3 separate regions of the Mus musculus genome follow, and regions 1 and 2 are each linked to region 3. A link is a contact called in public Hi-C data. All regions are on one chromosome and are shown on one strand. Each heading gives the region's core, a stretch centred on a gene start, on an enhancer-like site or on the middle of the called end of the contact. The rest is flanking DNA. Distances are from core to core; before and after follow the strand shown. Region 1 has its middle 46 kb from the start of Gm30224. Region 2 overlaps Clic6 (chloride intracellular channel 6). Region 3 overlaps Runx1 (runt related transcription factor 1).

Region 1 (2,700 bases), core at 1-2,500, 130 kb after region 3:
AGAATCCCAGAAAGACTCGGGGAGGGATGGGGAGATGGGAAGAGAGGGCTGGGTTGCTGGGAACCATCATTCTCCTGATCTTGTCTGCAATGCATGGTTCCACAAAAATTAGCTTCAGGCGTTAACTATTAATGCTGCCCTGGGTTTTAGGTAAGAATTAAATGGCCTAGTCGTTGTTAGTTTGGAAGACAGCCAAGACTGGCCAGCTGCCATCGAGCACCCTGGGAAGACAAGCTTGTATCCCAGACAGTAAGGGCAACACTCGCTATAGTGGGGAGTCACTACTGGGACATGGAGCCCCTATCAGGCAGAAAGCACAGAGGTGCCACAGCAACCTCTGTGTTAGAGGTTTGGTGATGGCATCCTGGAGGTGGTCCTTGTACAAACACAGCTCAAATTTTACCCATGAGCATCCCTGTCATTCACACTATGAAAACTGAAATGGATCTTCAGACGTCTCTGAAGTGCCAGGAAGAATCTCTCAGAAAAGCGATCGCTGCTACCAAGCCAACAGGTGATGTAATCAGCCCAACCAGACAGGGCAACCCCGAGATGTCTCTGAAAGATGAGACACTTTTCTTTATCAAGATGTCCTGGGGGTAAATTTAAACACCTCCCCCATCTCAGCCATTTCAGATCAAGTCACTATTGTTTTCTAGAAAGTTCTTAGGAAACCAAATTAACGCCTAAACACACAGGGAACATTTTCTTGGGTCTGGCTTTCAGGACAAGTTGGGAGTATGTGTGTCTCTATAGCAAACACAATAACAGGGTACCCCAGGGTCCCCAGAAAAGGTGCTTCCTGATAAGGGTCATCATCGTGTCAGCTGTTAAGACGCTGGCTGAGACCATGCGTTCATTTCTCACCAAGGAGACCGCTGTGTTGCCCAACAGGACCGACGGAAACCGTGCCTGAGAACAAAACCAACTTGGCTGAGTTTTGTTACAAAACCAAAATTTAATTGTTCTCCCAGGACATAAAATCCCAAGAATCAGGAGAGTAGGCAATACTGCTTAAAATATTATTTTTATTACACAAATGATGGTATCTCTCACTGGAATGTGATTCCTAGGGAAACCAAGCTAAGCAGGCTATAAGGTGGTCACCTTCCGGCCTTTCCCAGTGAGAAATGTTCATCATGTCCTTGGAAGGGGATTTTTTTTTCCAAAAGTTGGGAAGTGGTGATGTAGCTACTCAAGCTGTGTAGACAAGTGTGTGTCATACAGAACCAGACAGAGTGCTGTTTAAACAAATCTCAGAGATGACACACACTGAGTCTCCCTCTCTGCACCAAGAGCCTTGGGGCTGAGGACCAGATTTCTGTCTGTGTTTGTATCTGCCCTTGTGACCTTCCATGGCACAAGCAGGCCTTGCTTGTCTCTTATCCACAGGAGCCTGGTCACTACCTTAGTGTTCTGATTTTTGACAGAGGTTTTCTTTCCCTTCGGTATAAGTGCTGAAGGCCTCCAACTTCCCGTATTCAAGAATGCAACCCAGAGAAGCCAGTTTATAGCCTTTACAGCTCTCACCACTTGAAAGACTGTGACTGGTTTGAATGATAATCCAATCATTGAAACAACACATACTACAAAACTACCAAGCGTGCACGGGTAGCTCTTTTGCTTTCTTTCCTTTGCTATGACAAAACACCCTGGCAGAAGCAACTTTTAGAGAGAGAGAAGGTTTAATCAGCTCCTAGCTCCAGTCCATTGTGTGGAGAAGTCAAGGATGGGGCTTGAAGCAATTAGTCACACGGCACGGAGCAGACAGGGGGTGGATATGTGCACACCTGCGCCTCAGTTCACTTTCCTGCTCTTTGGTTATTCAGGACCCAAAGCCAAGGAATGGCACTGCCCACTTTTAGGCTGGGTCTTGATACAATCTAGACAATGTCCTAAAGACATGTCTACAGGCCACCCTGGTCTCACAACCTGTCTTAGTCAGGGCTTCTATTCCTGCACAAACATCATGACCAAGAAGCAAGTTGGGGGGGAGGGGGAGAAGGGTTTGTTCAGCTTACACTTCCATACTGCTGTTCATCACTAAAGGAAGTCAGGACTGAAACTCAAGCAGGTCAAGAAGCAGAAGCTGATGCAGAGGCCATGAAGGGATGTTACTTACTGGCTTGCTTCCCCTGGCTTGCTCAGCCTGCTCTCTTATAGAACCCAAGCCCAGGGATGGTACCACCCACCAGGGGCCCTCCCAACTTGATCACTAGTTGAGAAAATGCCCCACAGCTGTATCTCTTGGAGGCATTTCCCCAACTGAAACTCCTTTCTCTGTGATAACTCTAGCCTGTGTCAAGTTGACACCTAAAACCAGCCAGCACACAACCCCTCACTGAGACTCTCCTCCCAGGTGCTTCTAGACTGTGACAAGCTGACAAAGCCAGCCATCTCGAGGATGAAACCTGAGAACAGGGAAGAATTTGGGCCTTAGAGTTGTGTGCAGCATCTTCCAGGCTCTTTATTAAAAATGGTCTTTTCTTCTAAAGGAGCAGCCTTGGCTTGGCTGTTATCCATGGTGGTGGTGGTGTTGTTGTTCATTTATGTAACTGCCTTTGAGCTGAATTCAGGGAGGACTAAAGGAGAAACATGTCTACCTTGTACCAAGACACTTGGCCACCTGTTCAACATGGAGAGGAGTCGCGACAAAGCCCTTCATTGACCAACTGCAAGAAACCCTTCCTTCGGCTCCAC
Region 2 (2,700 bases), core at 50-2,549, 160 kb after region 3:
GGTTACGGGAACATGGTGGGAGGGACAGGGACGCCTTGCTTAATTTTATTACTTTAATGTGCTTCAGTGCTAGGATGTGCCAGCAAAAATAAAGGCGAAGATACGCCATCTCCACGGTCCATTATTGAGCAATAATGGGAGTGGATCGCCTTGCTTGTATCATTAACCCGACAAGATGATGAGATAAATACATATATATTCAGAGTGAATAACTGACACTGTCCCCATAATTGGGAGGCTCTATCTTACGGACTTTTATTTCCCAATTCTCTCTGGCTAATTGCGCTCTGGGCTGAAATGTCTCAGCAGGGTGCTCAGGCTGCAGGGGAAGTTTTTGTAGGTCCACGTTCCTGATTAAATCAAATTAAGGAGCTTGAGAAATGGGAGTGGTTTTTTTTCTTGTTGTTGTTGTCGTTTTCATTTTCAGTAGAGACCTGGACACTGTGAAAAGTCAGAGCAGCCTGGTGTCTGTCTTCCAGGATGCACCAAGGCATCCATGTGGCACATCTCAAAAGCGGAGCAGGCACACCTTTGACCTGCTCTCAGACGCTCGCTGCCTTTGCAAGCCGCATCTGCCTTGACCCTGGAGAGGAAGTACCACTGTTGGCCCGTGGCCTGCACCCACTGAGGGGACTGCAAGGTGTCAGAGGAAAGGGTCCGGCCAACCAACAACCCAGCAGTGAAGAGCCCCTCTGTGCTCCAAGGCCTCCAAAATCCAGAGCCTCCCCCGCTAACCTACCATGCATTCATTACTCAAGACTCATAGAATTGTTTTCTGCCTGTAAGCTTTCTTCTTTTAATCAAAGGACCTCTCTGATGCTCACAGCCTCCTAGTGTAATGCAAAGAAACTCATTTCTCATAGCCTCAGAGGCTGAGAAGTCCAGTATTCCATACCAGCCCCTGGCAAGCCCCTCTACTGCAACGCATGGGGGATCACATCACTCATGAGGTCAGAGAGGCAGGACACATGGGCAAGAATCCACCCTGAGCCCCACTGTGTGTCTGCTCTGTGAGACAGTAAGAACAAGCAGATGGTCCCACTCCTGAGTGGTGGCCTTTTGGGATAGATGGGGGACTGTCCTTCTGGGTCTTTAGAGGAGGGCGGAAATCTCTCTAAGCCTGGCCTCTGTGAGTATCTGGAACCAGGGGACACATCTGTCCCTTGTGCAAGGTCATTTTCACAGACACTAGAAATTGCTAGCAAAGAGGAATCCGCAGGCAGTGACTGGGAGACTACCTCCAGTGACTCTACTGAGCTGGAGACCTGTACCCGTGGGAGCACCCATGGGACCTCCCTGCTCCTTCTGTTGTGTCACAGGCCCAGAAGCTTCTAGCCCATGTAAAACCCACACGTATTCACTGCAAAGCAATGTGACGCGCTGAGTCACATCTACCGAGGGGAAAGCAAGTAGGAGGTAGAAGAGGAAGACAAAAGGCTCAAGCGATGGCCACAAGCATCTTCCCCAAGCCACCATAGCCGCAGCCTCCTAGTGTAAGGGGGGTGCCCCATGCTATAGTGCTGTAATCTGAGGTGTATTTATTTTCAATGATTCAGGGGGTTGGAAAAAAAATCAGTCCTCTTTGTGAGCCGAATTTACTTTTCTCTCTCTCTCTCTCTCTCTCTCTCTCTCTCTCTCTCTCTCTTCTTTCTCTCAGGGATTGAGCCCCTAAGATCTGCTTGTCTCCATTCCACAGTGCTGACAGTCCAGATATGCACTTTTGAGCCTAGCTTTTTACATGGATATTGGGGACCCGCCCCCAGGTCCCCATGTTTGCCTAGCAGGCACTTTACCCACTGAACCATCTATCTCCATAGCCTCACTTCTCCATTTCTAAGCAACAGCGAGTGTCTCAGAGATAGTGAAAGAAGCAGGGGTCGGTGGGGGGCAGGGGAGTGTTAGACTGCAGCTCTGCTGTTGAATAATCCCCTAGTCAGTAGGTTCTGCTCCTTCAGCACCATTTCCCTATTTTTAAAGACAAAGATCTGGGCTGAGCTCATGGGTCTCTGTGTAAAGCTCATGCTTTGAGAGTGCAGGGGCCATAGTTTGATCCGCTGTCATCCACATATCCATCTTAAAAGCCAGGCACGGTGGCAGTGCTCGTCATTCCAGTGCTGTGGAGCGGAGTCCAGGGGATCTCTGGGACTCCCTGGCAGCCAAGCTGGAAAGTTGCAGACAGTGACAAATCCTGTCTTTAAAAAAAAAATGTGCATGGCCCCTGAAGTACAGCAGCCACATACACACATGTTCACAGGTGCTCACCCACATACGTGCACCTAGACACACATGCACACACACACACAGTGGGGAGGGGTAGAGGACAGGGATTAAAACACTGATATACCTAAACACCCTGGGCGCCCAGTAAAGGGAGCTATTACTGTCATTATCCACAGCACCTTCGTTTACGCTCCCAAACCCAAGCCCATCGGAGCAGACAATTATGGAATTTAGGGTACTTTTTAACAGCCTCAATTAGTGTGATTTTCATGCCAACCCACGTCCTCCTCAGGGAAATGGATTTTTCTCTCTCTCAACAACTCACCTGTCTTCTACCTGCTCTCAGGGAAAATTCAAATGTCCTTCACAGCAAAACAAACAGACCTCCAGCCAGTTAGCAAAGAGGTGGAACTCTGGGTTGGCATCGAGTCAGAGAGCCGCTTGAGATGACCTATCGCTGGATAAAGGGTCCCGTGGGGA
Region 3 (2,700 bases), core at 22-2,521:
CAGAGATTAGGAGGGCGCTCAGGAGGCTGCCCAGAACAATGCATGCTTTAGTCACAGGGCCTGAGATTATCAGTCATCTCCGAGTTCAGGGTCAAAAAGAGATCTCTTTCATGAGGGAGGTCAATTAGCTGAGCCTTTTTCTCGGTCTGTAACTTGCTCCCATGAGCTGGGGTGTGAGGTGACAAACATTTAAGAAACCTTGGCAGTGACATCTGCAAACACCCATTTCCTGCTGGGGTGTTTCACCAGCTGCCGAAGACTTGATCCATCAGTGAACTTAGCTTTAACGATGCCTGTCACAGGGAAACAGATCACGCAACTACCAAACATGACAACAGCCGTGTGGCAAATGTGAGGAGGGAGACCAGAGCCAATGCTCACTTGTTCCAAGTTGGTGATTCTTTAAATCTCTGGAAGCTGTCATAGATAATTCTGAAAATCCCCCCAAAGATTTCCTAAGGTCCAAAAAAAAAAAAAAAATGCACACGGGCCCAGATTTCTATAGTGCAGCTTAGTTTCGGGATTGTTTATGGATCTTCCTGGGACGTGCAGATACTAAAACGTGCGAATCTGGAACGTGTCTTGGACTGCTGAGGGTCAGTTCAATGCCAAGTCTTAAACACAGCCCATACTCAGAAGATAAATATACATGAGGACCCACAAGGTTGACATTTTCCTGTGCTTCTCTGTTGTGTGGATGGCGGTGATATCTGTAGACTCAGGACCTGGTTGGTAGAGGGTAGGAAGGTATAGCAATTTAAAAGGCCAGGGCAGGCATCCGGTGGACCACTAGGCATATGGCTGGATGTAATCGTCTGTGTGGGAGCGAAGCCACCATTGGCAGAGCAGTCTCTTCCCTAGTGACTGTCAGTCCTGGCTGCAGTGACATGCACGCACATCCCCAGAAGACCAGTAGTCTGCTGCTTGCCAGGAACAGGTCTCCTTTCTTAGTGGAATCTGCTGTTTACGCTGACATCCTGGCAGCTCAGAACTTGCCCAGTTTGTGCTTTTCTGAAGTGAAATTCCTTCCTGGACTCTCACTGTTGATGTCCCCACCCCCACCCCACTCCCCCATCTTCCTCCCCCCCCTCCCCGCCCCCAGACATAATATTTATCCCGTCACAGTCTGGGCTCCTTCATATTTGTGTAGTGTCGGTTTCTTTAAGCATTTCCATTCCGCTTTTACGTGATTTGGGGTACAGTGTGGGATGTTGTCTCTCTCGGCTGAGCGGAAGGCTGTGGTGGAGACGCGTTGCGGGAAGGATAAACTGTTCTGGCGCTCCAAAAAGGGAGGGCCGCCTTGGTGTGCGGCTTTTCCGGGAGAGTTGGTCTTAGTGACTCATGATGTTATCACAGGATTCATATCATTCTCTATTTGATCACAAATTCATAGAGGAAGAAGAAATCCAACTGCCACCCCTAGGGATGTTTCTCGGAGAGCAGTCCATGTAAGCACTAGAAACTGATTGTTGGGTCTCCTAGGGAGAACAAGAAGAAGGAAAAGGTGTGCGCTATGTTAAAATCCAATGTCCACTTTTCTTCCATTTTCTTTCTGTTTTTTTTGGTTCACGGTTTGTAATAGCGCATGTAGTAAAGTCTGTTTTCTTCGGATTTAACTACAAACAAACAAAAATAAAATGGTACAAAACAAAAATAAAAACTAAGCAAAAGCCAACAAAACTAAGGGAAGCCTGGGCCCCTCAGAGAACAAGCCCCGGCCGGTCCTAGCAAACACTTCCTTTCCACAGCAGGCCAACAAGCTTCACCCCAGAACCAACAGCACTGACTCAGAATCTGCCTGTAAGGATCAGGTTTCCCCTTCTCTTTATTCCACAATAAGAGGGTTAGCAACACTTTCCTCAAGCAAGCTTCTCCCTGTCCAGCTTAAAGCGTGGGGTGGCCGGAGCCTCAGCAGGGACCAGGAGCTGCCCGCTGGACGCTGTCCCTGATGGAAACTGTAGTGTCATGCTCTACCCCAGCGGGCTTTACAAAGTGCCAGGCATGGCGGCAGGTAGCTTTTTGTAGCTGAGGTTATTTGCATGCGCAGGATTTTTCCCATGTGGGGCAGAAGCAGCCCTCCAGCCCTCCTATGGAGCCCCCTCCATCCCTTCCCCAGCAGCTAGGCTTTCCTTATGAGCCAGCCCTTTTTGGTCAGGACTAAAGACTATCAATCAGAAAGTACCTGTGAGAGGAATAATGGTTGAGTGACTTTTAGAATTTCCTGTTTGACAGCATCATAGACATAAACAGTGATCCAGCTAGCCACTCAGTGAGAATAGTTCTAACAAATCAACCTGCTAGCTCGCTCTTTCTTCTTCTTCTTCTTCTTCTTCTTCTTCTTCTTCTTCTTCTTCTTCTTCTTCTTCTTCTTCTTCTTCTTCTTCTTCTTCTTCTCCCTCCTCCTCCTCCTTCTCTTCCTCCCCCTTCTCTTCCTCCTCTTCTTCCTTCTCTTCCTCCTCTTCCTCCTTCTCTTCCTCCTCCTCCTCTTCCTCTTCCTCTTCCTCTTCTTCACCTTCTTTTTGGTACTGGAAGTAGGCTAGGGCTAGTTATAGAAGAATATATTCTGTTTCAGGATTTTTTTTTTTAAAGAAAAATTACTTGTTGAAGCAGAGAGATGGTGTAATGTCTGGTGCGTGTCTCCTCCCTGCTGTTGATTATAAAACAAGCTGAGAACAGTAGGGGGTGTTTAAGAATGACTGC

Evidence for each region. Hi-C and Micro-C count contacts between places; a contact is called where the count stands out from the background.
Region 1: a Hi-C map of muscle stem cells shows a contact between it and region 3, with 2.6 times the contacts expected there. The contact joins two enhancer-like sites. A contact is called at or near these places in 5 of 39 promoter capture datasets (the 3T3-L1 cell line, 3T3-L1-derived adipocytes, cancer-associated fibroblasts and 1 more), 2 of 15 datasets of contacts at CTCF or cohesin (both in the NIH/3T3 cell line), 17 of 484 Hi-C or Micro-C datasets (3T3-L1-derived adipocytes, the AtT-20 cell line, the BV-2 cell line and 11 more), 19 of 115 datasets of contacts at active chromatin or transcription factors (the SCID.adh cell line, bone marrow-derived macrophages, a colorectal cancer cell line and 12 more) and 2 of 9 other capture datasets (embryonic stem cells and pancreatic islet).
Region 2: a contact with region 3 is called in a Hi-C map of the C2C12 cell line, with 4 times the contacts expected there. The contact joins two enhancer-like sites. A contact is called at or near these places in 26 of 484 Hi-C or Micro-C datasets (B cells, the C2C12 cell line, the P5424 cell line and 14 more) and 16 of 115 datasets of contacts at active chromatin or transcription factors (the SCID.adh cell line, bone marrow-derived macrophages, craniofacial prominence and 8 more).

What each region holds. Positions count from the first base shown.
Region 1 is chr16:92,548,936-92,551,635 of GRCm38.p6, reverse strand. No RefSeq gene overlaps it. Among named protein-coding and RNA genes, the nearest start is that of Gm30224, 46 kb to the left of the region's middle. Within about 2 kb of position 1,250, at least 19 of the 459 cell types and tissues checked have an H3K27ac peak or open chromatin away from gene starts, as enhancers often do. A contact at or near this core is called in the C2C12 cell line, the HL-1 cell line, a colorectal cancer cell line and 1 more, where this site is marked.
Region 2 is chr16:92,523,485-92,526,184 of GRCm38.p6, reverse strand. The region is part of intron 1 of Clic6 (chloride intracellular channel 6); the gene reads right to left. Among named protein-coding and RNA genes, the nearest start is that of Clic6, 27 kb to the right of the region's middle. Within about 2 kb of position 1,299, at least 7 of the 459 cell types and tissues checked have an H3K27ac peak or open chromatin away from gene starts, as enhancers often do. A contact at or near this core is called in the C2C12 cell line, where this site is marked.
Region 3 is chr16:92,683,167-92,685,866 of GRCm38.p6, reverse strand. All of the region lies in intron 4 of Runx1 (runt related transcription factor 1), which reads left to right. Among named protein-coding and RNA genes, the nearest start is that of Gm30281, 78 kb to the left of the region's middle. Within about 2 kb of position 1,271, at least 32 of the 459 cell types and tissues checked have an H3K27ac peak or open chromatin away from gene starts, as enhancers often do. A contact at or near this core is called in the C2C12 cell line, the HL-1 cell line, a colorectal cancer cell line and 1 more, where this site is marked.